Linked DNA regions of Triticum aestivum: region 2 is linked to region 1. Evidence: chromatin contacts called from public Hi-C data. All regions are on one chromosome and are shown on one strand. Each heading gives the region's core, a stretch centred on a gene start, on an enhancer-like site or on the middle of the called end of the contact. The rest is flanking DNA. Distances are from core to core; before and after follow the strand shown.

Region 1 (5,861 bases), core at 2,243-4,742:
AAAACTATTGAGATAGTCGGAGCTTGCCTTCACCTATTATGCTCTCTGGTGCAAATCCCTAAAAGGTAGCAAGTGCTCTTATCTACTCCCTCTGTCCCATAATATAAGATCTTATTACATCCAATACGCTCATGAGATCTTATATTATGGGACGGAGGGGGTAGCTGTTAAGAACATATGACAAAGTTTCGGATATCTCTTGATCTCTTTAACTGTTTCTATGAGTCATTTTAGATGTGTAAGCAAATATTCGACAAGCTCGGGCTCAGAGAGTGGACCCTGGATAGGGTATACGCTCTCGACAAGTCTGCACAGTGGAGATGTGTTGGAGGGCACAAATGTGAGCCCTTTTTCTCTGCATTTTCTGGGTGTCAGTTCAAAGGGTGGTCGGCTGAGTGCCTGAGGCCGATATACCGTTTGTTTGTGTAGGAATATGAGCAACTCTTATCTGCATTCATTCTTGTTTCAGGAAAGACTTTCATCAGTCAGCGATGCAGAGTTCCCGGCAGAAAGCCCTAGGGAGCTCTCAGATAATGGGATGAGCCGTTCACGAAGCTCCATGAAGATCCAAGAACTGGATAGGTACATTGAATTGCTACATCAGGACGTGGCACTAATGAGGCAGGAACTCGGGGGAGTTCGCACAAGTCAGCAGGAAGTAGCAGAAGCAGTTGATGATATAAAGGAATGCAAATATCATCTCTCTCTCTCTCTCTCTCTCTCTCTCTCTCTCTCTCTCTCTCTTATGGAGCTTCAAGTATGTGATCCCTAACATGGTCGTTTGTTATTGCAGAAATCCTTCTTCGGTTGAAGTCATTTTATCTATGAAAGCACCGGTTGCCCTAGCTATTCTTTTGAGTATAAGTCATTTTATCTCTCTCACATGCTTGCTGTAGCGAGTTAAGTATGGCTGAAAACGCTCTCCTGGGTAGGTGTATGTGTGGTAGTAGAAGAGAAGCAGTGATTGCAATCCGACGAGTGTCGTGACATGAGCCATGACGACAAGCATTTCGTAGGAGATGGAATTGGCAGGTTTATTAATATGTTGTGTTCTTTTTTTTTTTGAAACAAGGCAGAAGATTTGCCATTTTCATTAATTAAGAAGAGGTTTCGTTACAAACAGACCGCCAAGCGGTCACAAGTCGAAACAATTACTCTCGCGGCATTACACTACGCAAATGTTTGGCGCCCGCAATGACCCAAATGGACACTTCTTCTTTGATGCATCGCATGATGATCGCCAGCGGTGCCGCCTTGTTCCTGAAGACGCGCGCATTTCTTTCCTTCCAAAGTTCCCATCCCACAAGAAGGAGAAGGGAAGATATAGCTTTTGTGGGTTGACCATTGTTAGTGAGTAGCGCGTCCCACCAAGATTTGACCGTGGTAAACTGGAGCCAAGGAGTCGTGGGGATATTTAGACCAAGCCAGACAAACACCTCATTCCAAACTCTAGTAGAGAACCTGCACTTGAAGAGGAGGTGAGCTGCAGATTCTTGCACCTGATTACAGAGTGGACATCGGTCGCAATTAGGCCATCCTCGCTGTTGGAGCCTATCGGCAGTCCAAATTCTGTTTTGAGTGACAAGCCAGGCAAAAAATTTACACTTGGGGGGGGGTGCCCAAGCCTTCCAGACAGTGGCATGCAAGCTTAAGCGAGTAAGGCCAGCAAACTGCGCAATATAAGCAGACCTAGCTGAGTACTGGCCATCGTTGGTTAACTTCCAAAGGATGGTATCCTTGACACCAGGCCGGATGATGACATTCAGAAGCTTCTCCCATAATGCCAAGAATTGTTGGAGGTGCTCAAGCGTGAGGCCGTTATGGTAGTCAATTTGGTTTATCCAGTGCCCATCCCTCAAGGTTGTGGCAACAGATGCCCCCTTCTTGCGTGAAATCTCAAAAATCTTTGGAGCAATGTCTTTTGGCCTAAAACCCTCCAGCCAAGGCGACTCCCAGAAGGAAGCCTTCTGTCCATTGCCAATCGCGACCTTAGTCACAGCCGCAAACAGGTTACGGTCATTGGCCGTGCAAGGTGTCCCCATACCGCACCACGCACGTGGTGGGTCGTCCCAGTCGAGCCAAAGCCATCGCAACCGGAGGGCAGCGGCAAACTTGCCCAGGTGCAAAATGCCAAGGCCTCCAAATTCTTTTGGCCTGCAGACGAGCTCCCAGTTTACTTTGCACTTTCCACCAGTTACCTTGTCAGTTCCGGCCCAAAGGTAGGCTCGCCGCAACCTATCGATCGCCTTGAGAACCTCCACCGGAAGGTCAACCGGTGTAATGTGGTAAATGGCCACCGCCGTAAGGACCGCCTTGACCAAGGTCATGCGACCCGAGATAGCAACATGCTTGCCTTTCCAAGGCGCCAATTTGCCTGCTGGCTTGTCTTCCAGCATTTGGAGATGTATCCTCCTTAATCTTTTGAGTGCGAGTGGGAGGCCAAGGTAGCGAATAGGGAAGGAGGAGCGGCATGCCGGGAAGGATTGGAGAACGTCATCTAGGTCCACGTTGGCACATCTGATAGGGGCTACAATACTCTTTGTGCAGTTTGTGGAGAGGCCGGTGGATTCACCGAAGGAAGTAAGCATGGCCGCAAGGAATTGTACGTCCTCCTTGACGGGGGCACAGAAAACTGCGGCATCATCGGCATAAAGAGAGGCACGAATCCCCATGTGCCTCCCAGGGAGGGGATGAAGCTTGCCTTGGGTGGTGGCTTTGTTGAGGATATGGTGTAGTGGGTCGATGGCAAGCACAAATAGCAATGGTGATAGCGGGTCCCCCTGCCTAAGTCCCTGTCCATGCTTGATTGGGTCTCCGGCAATACCGTTGAGCAAAACTCTTGAGGACGCCGAGGATAGTAGTGCCGAGATCCAGTCCCGGAAGCGGGCAGGAAAGCCATGGTGATTCAACATCTCCAACAGGTAATCCCATCTAACATAGTCAAATGCCTTCTTGATGTCAAGCTTGAAGAGGAGCATAGGCTTTTTTGTGCGGTGAAATCTTCTGGCTAGATTCCGCACATACATGAAATTGTCGTGAATGCTCCTCTTTTTTATGAAAGCACTTTGCGCAATTGAAACAATATCATTCATGTGGGGAGCCAATCTAGTGGCAAGAATCTTGGCAATGAGCTTAGCCACAGCATGAATGAGGCTAATGGGCCTGAAGTCAGAGATCTCCTCTGCGCCATCCTTCTTGAGAATGAGAGCAATATTCGCCGAGTTGAGCCGGTGCAAGTTTCTGGCATGGATGTTGTGTTCTTGACCACGCATGCAAGGCACATGGCGAACTCGTAGAGCCATACGTCTCCTGCTATTTGCTCTGAACCTGGATGTAAGCATGGCTCCACCGCCGTGGGCTGCTCACCTGCGCGCAGGCCAGGAAGCTTCCACCGTGACCTGCTTGCTCACCTACATATATAGTCTGCCATGCTGCTGTCCAGCCTCATCGGTCATCAGCCAGCAACTCACTCAGCACCACCCCCACTGTCACGTCCTCACGCCACGGAGAGCACAACGTCGATGGGGAGAGCAGAGCACGCAATGGAGCCTGTGGCCGTCGTGGCGGTGCCGTTCCCGGCGCAGGGGCACCTCAACCAGCTGCTGCACCTGTCTCTGCAGCTCGCGTCGCGCCGGGTGGACGTGCACTACGCCGCGCCCGCGCAGCACATCGGGCAGGCGCGCGCGCGCGTGCACGGCTGGGGCGAGGAGGCGCTCCGGTCCATCCAGTTCCACGACCTCGGCATCCCCAGCTATGTCTCCCCGCCCCCGGACCCCACCGCCGACTCGCCCTTCCCCTCCCACCTCATGCCCATGTTCAAGGCCTACATCGCCGGCGCGCGCGCCCCGCTCGCGGCTATCCTCGACAAGCTTTCCGGCTCCTACTGCCGCATAGTCGTAGTGCACGACCCCATCAACGCCTTCGCCGCCGAGGAGGCCGCGCGGCTGCCCAACGGCGAGGCGCTCGGGCTGCACTGCTTGGCCGTGTCCATGCTCGTTGGAAGAATGGACGCCAACCACCGGCTACTCCGAGAGAACGGCCTGGTCTACAGCGCCATTGAGCAGTGTGCGACCAAGGAGTTCGTGGAGTACGCCAACCGGGCCAGACCGGCGAAAGACATCTCGCCCGGCGCGGGCATCCTGGCAAACACATGCCGCGCGCTCGAGGGTGATTTCGTCGACGTTGTCGCCGGGCACCTGGCCGCCGACGGCAAGAAGCTCTTCGCCATCGGGCCGTTAAACCCACTGCTTGACGCCAGCGCACCGAAGGAGAGCAAGCAGCGGCACGAGTGCCTGAACTGGCTGGACGAGCAGCCTCCGGCGTCGGTGATGTATGTGTCCTTCGGCACGACGTCGTCCCTGCGAGCCGAGCAAATCGAGGAGCTTGCAGCAGCACTGCGCGGCAGCAACCAACGCTTCATCTGGGTGCTGCGTGACGCGGACCGCGGCAACATATTCGCGGAGGCCGGCGAGAGCAGCCACGAGAAGGTGCTGTCAGGGTTCACCAAGCACACCGAAGGGAGGGGGCTGGTGATCACCGGGTGGGCGCCGCAGCTAGAGATCCTAGCGCACACCGCCACGGCGGCGTTCATGAGCCATTGTGGCTGGAACTCGACCATGGAGAGCCTGAGCCACGGCAAGCCGATTCTCGCCTGGCCCATGCACTGCGACCAGCCGTGGGACGCGGAGCTTGTCTGCAACTATCTCAAGGCCGGCATCCTCGTGCGCCCATGGGAGAAGCACAGTGAGGTGGTCACGGCGAAGGCCATCCAGGAAGTCATCGAGGAGGCCATGCTCTCCGACAAAGGAATGGCCGTGCGGCAACGGGCAAGTGCACTGGGGGAGGCCGTCCGCGCCTCCGTGGTTGACGGCGGTCCGTCGCGCCAGGACCTAGATGATTTCACTGCTTACATCACAAGGTGATCGACAAAATGCCATGTGCGACGATGGCCTTTCATGCCGACACAGTTCAACCAGTTTGATTTTAAATTACGTATAAATCACGCAGCAAAAAAGTGGAGTAATGCATGTGTACAGAACCAACCTTTGGTTCAATGGTTAGTAGGATGTTTTTTTTTTTTTGAAACGAATGGTTAGTAGGATGTTGTTAATCCAAATTTACATCCTAAAATTGTCGAAGATTGAATTTGCCACCGAAGGGCAAGGGCGAGGGCAGATTCAAGGGGGTGTGGCCCCGGCCGTCCGGCAACTTTTGCGTTGATTTCTAGCACGACGGCCGGAGGTACTAGCTCGGCACCCAAAAATGCTAGACACATGGACCAAATCAACAGGATTTTACGGACCAGCCGACTTGTCCTTTTGTGATTGGGGTAAATAATCTTTCCCTCCTAATTAATCAGCCCCCCTAATTTCAACTGGTGGGGTGGGCAGCCATGCCCGTAAAGCCTCCGTATTCGTCCGTTGATGTAGCAAAGCTCCTCGGCACCTACCCGACGACTGACATTGCCGCCCACACCTAGGGCGTCGCGGTGTGGAGGCTCGGGTTGCCGCGCTCAAGACTAAATTTTCCGGAGATCGAGTCTCAGGCGGTGACAGAGCACACCAGGCCTCCGGTGACCATTGGGACTAGCCCGATCAAGCCGGCGACCCACATTGTAATCGATGAGCGGGACAATATACGAGAGAGCGGCGAGGAGGCGATGACAAGGTTTGCAAGGGAGCATCCGAAGGATGTCTAGAACGAGATGTTCCATTGGGAGAGGGATCTCGAGAAGCGCAAGAACGACGCCAAGGCAGGGCCTTCATCCAGGGTCAAGAAGGAGGATGGGGATTTCAGCGATGACTTCTGACTCGGATAATTTGTAGTGTGTTTGTAGTTTGGATGTCGTGCTAGTTTAAGTT
Region 2 (5,787 bases), core at 1,843-4,342, 680 kb after region 1:
TCCTAAAACAAAGCATTTCCATCTCTTGGTCTTACTTTGAACTGATTTTGCAGGGTCAGTTTGAGATAATTTCACTAAAAGGCTCTTATCTGCTGTCTGATGAGGGTGGCTCAGGAAACAGCAGTGGGGGTTTAAGCATTATGGTTTCTACTCCTTGCGGCAGCTTGTTTGGAGGTAGCGTTGGAGGGCCGCTGATCGCTGCTGACCCTGTGCAGGTACATACAATTTTGCCACTTACCAAGTGGAACTGCAGGCACATGCCACAGTAAAAAATACTAATGCGTAAATTCTCCAAACAGTTGTGGTGACACTGTCGATGGCATCTTCCTGATGTTCTTTTCCGCCTTTGTTCTCTCTTGTGTAGAAGCTCACACAGTGTTTTGCTACCTCAGGTAATTGCTGGAAGCTTCAATTACACGGTGACAGAGGAAAAGAAGGAGCCAAAGACCAGTGACAGCCAACTTAATGAGCTGAAAGTACCTTGGGAGCTGGATGCAATGCCTTATGAACCATTTTCACCTTTGCCTCTGTTTGGGTGGTCCAGGATTGAAGATGTCAAACTTGATCGCCACGACTTCGACCTGACCAATGGTTAGCTCTTGGCTTCACTATGCTGCGACATATGCATGAAGATAATACATGATGGAGATATAACATAACAGTTGTAAGGGCAAGCTATTAAAAACTTTGGTTTCCAAAGATATTTTGTGGGCGGAAGTGTACTTCCAAACTCAAATTCGCGGAGGAAAAGTAGTTCTAAATTCTAACCAAGACTTCTAGAGACATGTAAAATTGATATGTCGTTTGCTAAGTCGGGAACAACGGTGTAATTCCGCAGACTTATATCAGTGGGAGCTATAAACTAGTAATAGCAAGTCATTTTATGTCGAAGGATTATGAAATGCACATTCAGATGACAGAAGCGCCTTCTGAACATTTGCGATACGTGGGATTTACCTATGCTATCCATGATCTTGGCACAAAATTAGGCTAAGTTTCTGTGCTACGCATTACCACCTATTGGTAGTTGCCGCTATTAAATGCAGAGATGAATCATGCTATCAAGCTGATGCAGCAATGTGAGAAATTATGTTATTCAGAAACTTGACCAGACAACAACACGATCCAATGAAAGGCACACCGAACAGCTACAATATTTGAATGCATTCATTAACACAACATATACAACAAGTACAGAGTAGGATGCTGAAAATATAGCAGATGCATCCTCTGAAATGCTGGGTACAGATTTTATTTCAACACGACATTATTCTTGTTTCTAGAATACAGAGTGCCGATTTCTCTCGAGGCTCCAGCCAGCGGCGGGTCTAAGAGCTCCCAAGCAGCTTCTTGATATCCTTCTGCAGATTATACAAAGCAAGTGTTATGTTGACCGCCTAGCGCTTCAAGATTCAACATGTGCAAGGGGATGTGAATCACAGTGCTGTTAGTTACCTCAATGCTTAGTGGGGAAGTGGTCGGGGCATAGCGGTCAACAACGTGACCCTCCTTGTCAACCAAGAACTTGGAGAAGTTCCACTTGATGCTGTCGCCGAAAAGGCCACCTTTGCTAGACTTCAGGAACTTGTACAGGGGGGAAACATTGCTGCCGTTGACATCAACCTGACAGACAATACAAACTAGGGCTCAATACTGCAGCATAAACCTTCTCGGATGGATTATTCTTAAGATAAAATGGAGATTCATGGGCATCCCACTGAAACATTTGCAACATTATCACACTGAAACAGATAAATGCATTGCTTTCGCCTAGGAAGATCACAGCACAAATGTACCTTGTCGAAAATGGGGTACTCGGCCTTGAAGCGGGTGCAGGCAAACTGAACGATCTCATCATTGGTGCCAGGCTCCTGCCCACCAAACTGATTGCATGGGAAAGCCAAGATCTCAAAGCCTGTAAACCACAAATTGGCAATAGAACACAGAGGTTAGCATCCAATAACCAGAGTATGTTGTGTAAATCGACTAACTAGTACATCATGAAGCAATATGTAGATTAAACCCAGTAATCCATATGACATAGATATAATAACAAGGTAAAGGGGAACAAAAAACATGGATGAAGAAAAAAACCTTGGTCCTTGTACTTCGGGTACAGCTGGCTCAGCTCGGTGTAGTTGGAGTTGGTCAAGCCACTGGAACAATTGGTCACAGACAATAATTAGCAGCGTAGCTGAAGAAGTAAGGTCTTCTATGGAATTCATTTAATAAAGAGTCGATGTTTAATGGCGTAGACGATCATTATTTTGGACAATCAAGCAGGACACGGCATATAATAACCTATTGATTTGGACTGTACTTATTTTTCATTTGCTGCGGACCAGACAAAATAATTTGATTCAACGCACTGCTTGCAAGTTGGAGATATCTCATAGCCGAGCTGAAAGTGAAGTTGGAATGCCAGGTTTACAGGTCGTACGTACCACTGGGATGCGACGTTAACAATGAGAAGAACCTTCCCCTTGTAGACGCTGAGGTCGACGTCCTTGCCGCTTGCATCCTGCACGCCAAGGATAACTCGTTCAATACAGTCGTACTACTGCACAATTCACCTAAGCGGCTTCTAGAAATCAGGCGCAACGAAATACCGGTCAGCGAATTCAGACGGTTCAGCAGTCTAAATCCAACGGATCGGCAGCGGAATTCACACGAAGATCCACCCGAGCAAGCAAAGCGCAAACTAGGCACACCTCGAGCTAGCCCGGAGTCTGGAGCAGGCCGAGCAGGCGATCTAGCAGCGTGTGAACAAAATACAGAGACCGAAGGGGATGGGAGGGAGAGCGGGGATGACCTTGACGGTGAAGTCGTGGACGGAGGTGGCGGACGACGCGGCGGCCATGGCGAGGTTCCCCGTGCGAGTTGACGGAGGCGGCGTCGGTGGCTGCGGCGGGGATCGACCGGGCTCAGAACTCAGGAGTAAGCGGGTAGTTGGGAGTTTGGGGGGAGGAGGCGTTAGCGTGGAGACGACGAGATGGGAAGGTGGGCCGGGACGTCACCGGGAGATTTATAGGGCCAGGCCCACGGCCAGGGGGGAGGTTGGGGCTTGGAATCTTGTTATGGACAGAGGTGTGAACGCCCGCGGCAGTAAATAATGAATGCGCGTGGCCCGCGACGGAGGAAGCACGTAGCCGCCGGGACCCGTCCGTGCGAACGGAATCGAGGCGCTGGGGTCAACTTAGGGCGGCTGAGGCCTCGCCGTCCGATCGGATCGGATGGTCTCGGCGGATCGCTCATCTCGTACGCGGAACTGGCGGTGGTGGGAAGGCAAATCCGCAAATGTCGCACAAGCGCTACTGGAGGCCGATTTTCGGCCCCGTTTGATAACAAAGCATTAAAAAAACTAAAGTATTGAAAACTACAATAATTTAGTCTACAGGTACATAATACCACGGTTTTGCCATAATAGAGTATTTTGAAGTATTTAGAATACATTGGACCTGTTTGGCAAGAGCCATTGGAAGCAGTTTCGAATTATGCGTTGAGCTAGCTAGACATCTGCAAACTGATGAACTGCTATGCACGGCACCGACGTACGATCATGCACTAACTGAATGGCCAAGCTAAACGTGCCATGCACAATCTCGCTCTTACGCTTACCAAAGTAGTGATCTAAACGCTCTTATATTAGTTTACGGAGGGAGTAACAAATAGGGAGGAGGCGGTCAATGGCAGAGCTGCACGTTGCCGGAGCCGCTTGGTTTTCTTTCACATCTGGGATAATCAGGAGCTGCGCATGGAGGCAGTGGACCATACGGCGAAGCTGCTCGTGAACCAAAACAGCTTGGCCTTCATCCGCGTTGCCGTCGGCGTGGAAAGAGACAAGTCTACCAGCTTGCTCCGCCCCATCGACCATGGCAGTTCGCAGTGCACTGTACTTGTACTGCCGTTCCTTGATCTGTTCATGGCTGCCCGATCAAGACGAGCTCCACAGACAATAGGGCGGCGGCTTGGGAGCGAGCGAAGATAACGATGAGCTCTCGTTCTTTTCGCGTGCTCGGTTTTTTTAAAAAAGGTCCGAGGTTCTTTTTTTAGAACAGAGAAAATACCATAGTATTGGAAAAACTGTAGTATTAATAGCATAGTTTTTAGTGATTGTCAAACAGCTCAAAGTAATTAAAACCATGGTAATCCTAAAAAATGTAGTATTTCCGGAATACTTCGAAAATACAGAGCTATCAAACAGGGCCTTCATGTTTTCACTCTTTTGCGAAAGTTTAGCAAGATCTGTACTTTTTCTAGCGTCTGATTGCAGGGTATAACAATCCACCGCTAAGGGTCTTGATGGTAGACGTGCACACCCTATCGTAAATTTTTTCTAAGTAACAAATACATTGTGTGTACTCACTTGCCGTCGGACACATCGGCGGTATGGGTACACAGGCTACCGTCAGCTTGTTTGGCGGTAGGGCAACATTGCGCTGACGTGCATAAGTTGCATACCTTCAGAGACTGGCGATAGGCTATTATACTCTACCGTCTCGACTCTGGCTTAGCAAAAGGGTTTGATCCCGAAATACTTTCGGATGGGGCCAGATCCGGCTTAGAGCAACTCCAGCCACGCCCCCAAGAGCCCCCAAGGCCATTTTTTTAGCGTCGGCGTCCAAAAAACGTCCCGGTCACGCCCTAGGGTCTCATTTTTTGCCGGATTAGGCCAAAATAACAGTCGGCGAACTCGAGCCGAACCCAAGCCCCCGGGGGTTGCCTGGAGGCGCCGGCCGAAGCAAAAAGGCGCGTGGGTCTGCTTTGTCGGCTAGAGAAATCCCTTTTCCCACTGACCCCCCTGCTTTTCCCCCTCCGTTTCCCTCCATCCCCCTTCTCCCGCCATTCTCCTCCCTCTCCCCTCCATCCGGCCGCCATGCCGCCGAAGAAGTACGCCGCCCCTCGCGCCGCTGCCGATGCCGATGTCACCCAGCCAAAGCAGAGGAAGCCGAGGGCGTCGCCGTCCAAGCCCCTAGGCATGTCAAACGTCGACTGGAAGGCGGAGGTTCAGCGCCAGGAGGCTGTCACCACTGGCCAGTGGTACAGGCTCAACACCAAGAAGGCCCGGGACAGGGCGGCGGCGGCGGGCGTGGCAGAGCAGGTAGATCACGCGGCGGAACAAGCAGAGGTGTCTCGCGCAGGGACGATGAATCCGCCCGGCGGCCACGGCCCGCACGTTCCCTGGAGCCAGCAGAGCGTCAGGTCGTCGGCTGGCTTCTAGTCATCGACACACCCCTAGGGGTGCGCGCCCTCGCCTGGCTACGCCGACGGCGACGCGCGTGGCGGGTTCAACCCCAACATCACCTTTCCACATGGCCACCCCGCCCAGCGCACGCCCTCGCTCGCGTTCGCCGGCGTCCAGTACCCCCCATACACCTACTCGCGCCGGCTTACGCATCCTCCCCGACGCCACCTCTGCACCGTGGCGTGCTGCTCTTCTCACAAGCCTCACCGTCGCATCTCGGCAACCCCGACGGGACGGAGGCCGACATGGACGACATCATCAAGACCGGCTCAGTCGCCGCCACCTTCCCCGAGTTCAATGCCCAAGAAGATACAATCGACCTCAACGACGACATGGACGACAGGCTCGACTACGGCAAGGAGGAGCCATAGGAGGAGGAGGACGGCGAGGAGGAGGAGCCGGGGCCTGCTCCGACGAGGAAAGGGTAAAAGAAGAGGCGGGCGGCCAGAACCGGCGAGCCGAAGCGTGGAAGATCGTCTGCCTCGACCCGATCACCGGCACGAACCAGAACGCCGACACGTACGTACTGGGAGCGCATCAAG

Evidence for each region. Hi-C and Micro-C count contacts between places; a contact is called where the count stands out from the background.
Region 2: a contact with region 1 is called in a Hi-C map of leaf, with 5 times the contacts expected there. The contact joins the promoter of LOC123046367 here to the promoter of LOC123046359 in region 1. A contact is called at or near these places in 2 of 5 Hi-C or Micro-C datasets (both in leaf).

Annotation. Positions count from the first base shown.
Region 1 is chr2B:623,515,980-623,521,840 of IWGSC CS RefSeq v2.1, forward strand. LOC123046359 (putative cis-zeatin O-glucosyltransferase) reads left to right here and starts at 3,493. Exons shown (of 1, transcript XM_044469708.1): 1 at 3,493-4,922. The coding sequence starts at 3,522. The coding sequence ends at 4,922. LOC123046360 reads left to right here. Exons shown (of 4, transcript XM_044469709.1): 2 at 1-65; 3 at 235-340; 4 at 470-1,120. The coding sequence ends at 772.
Region 2 is chr2B:624,201,291-624,207,077 of IWGSC CS RefSeq v2.1, forward strand. LOC123046367 (probable phospholipid hydroperoxide glutathione peroxidase) reads right to left here and starts at 3,093. Exons shown (of 6, transcript XM_044469716.1): 1 at 2,813-3,093; 2 at 2,445-2,521; 3 at 2,095-2,156; 4 at 1,797-1,915; 5 at 1,456-1,623; 6 at 1,150-1,361. The coding sequence starts at 2,860. The coding sequence ends at 1,329. It overlaps LOC123046366 (AT-hook motif nuclear-localized protein 10), which reads left to right. Exons shown (of 4, transcript XM_044469715.1): 3 at 54-215; 4 at 393-906. The coding sequence ends at 596.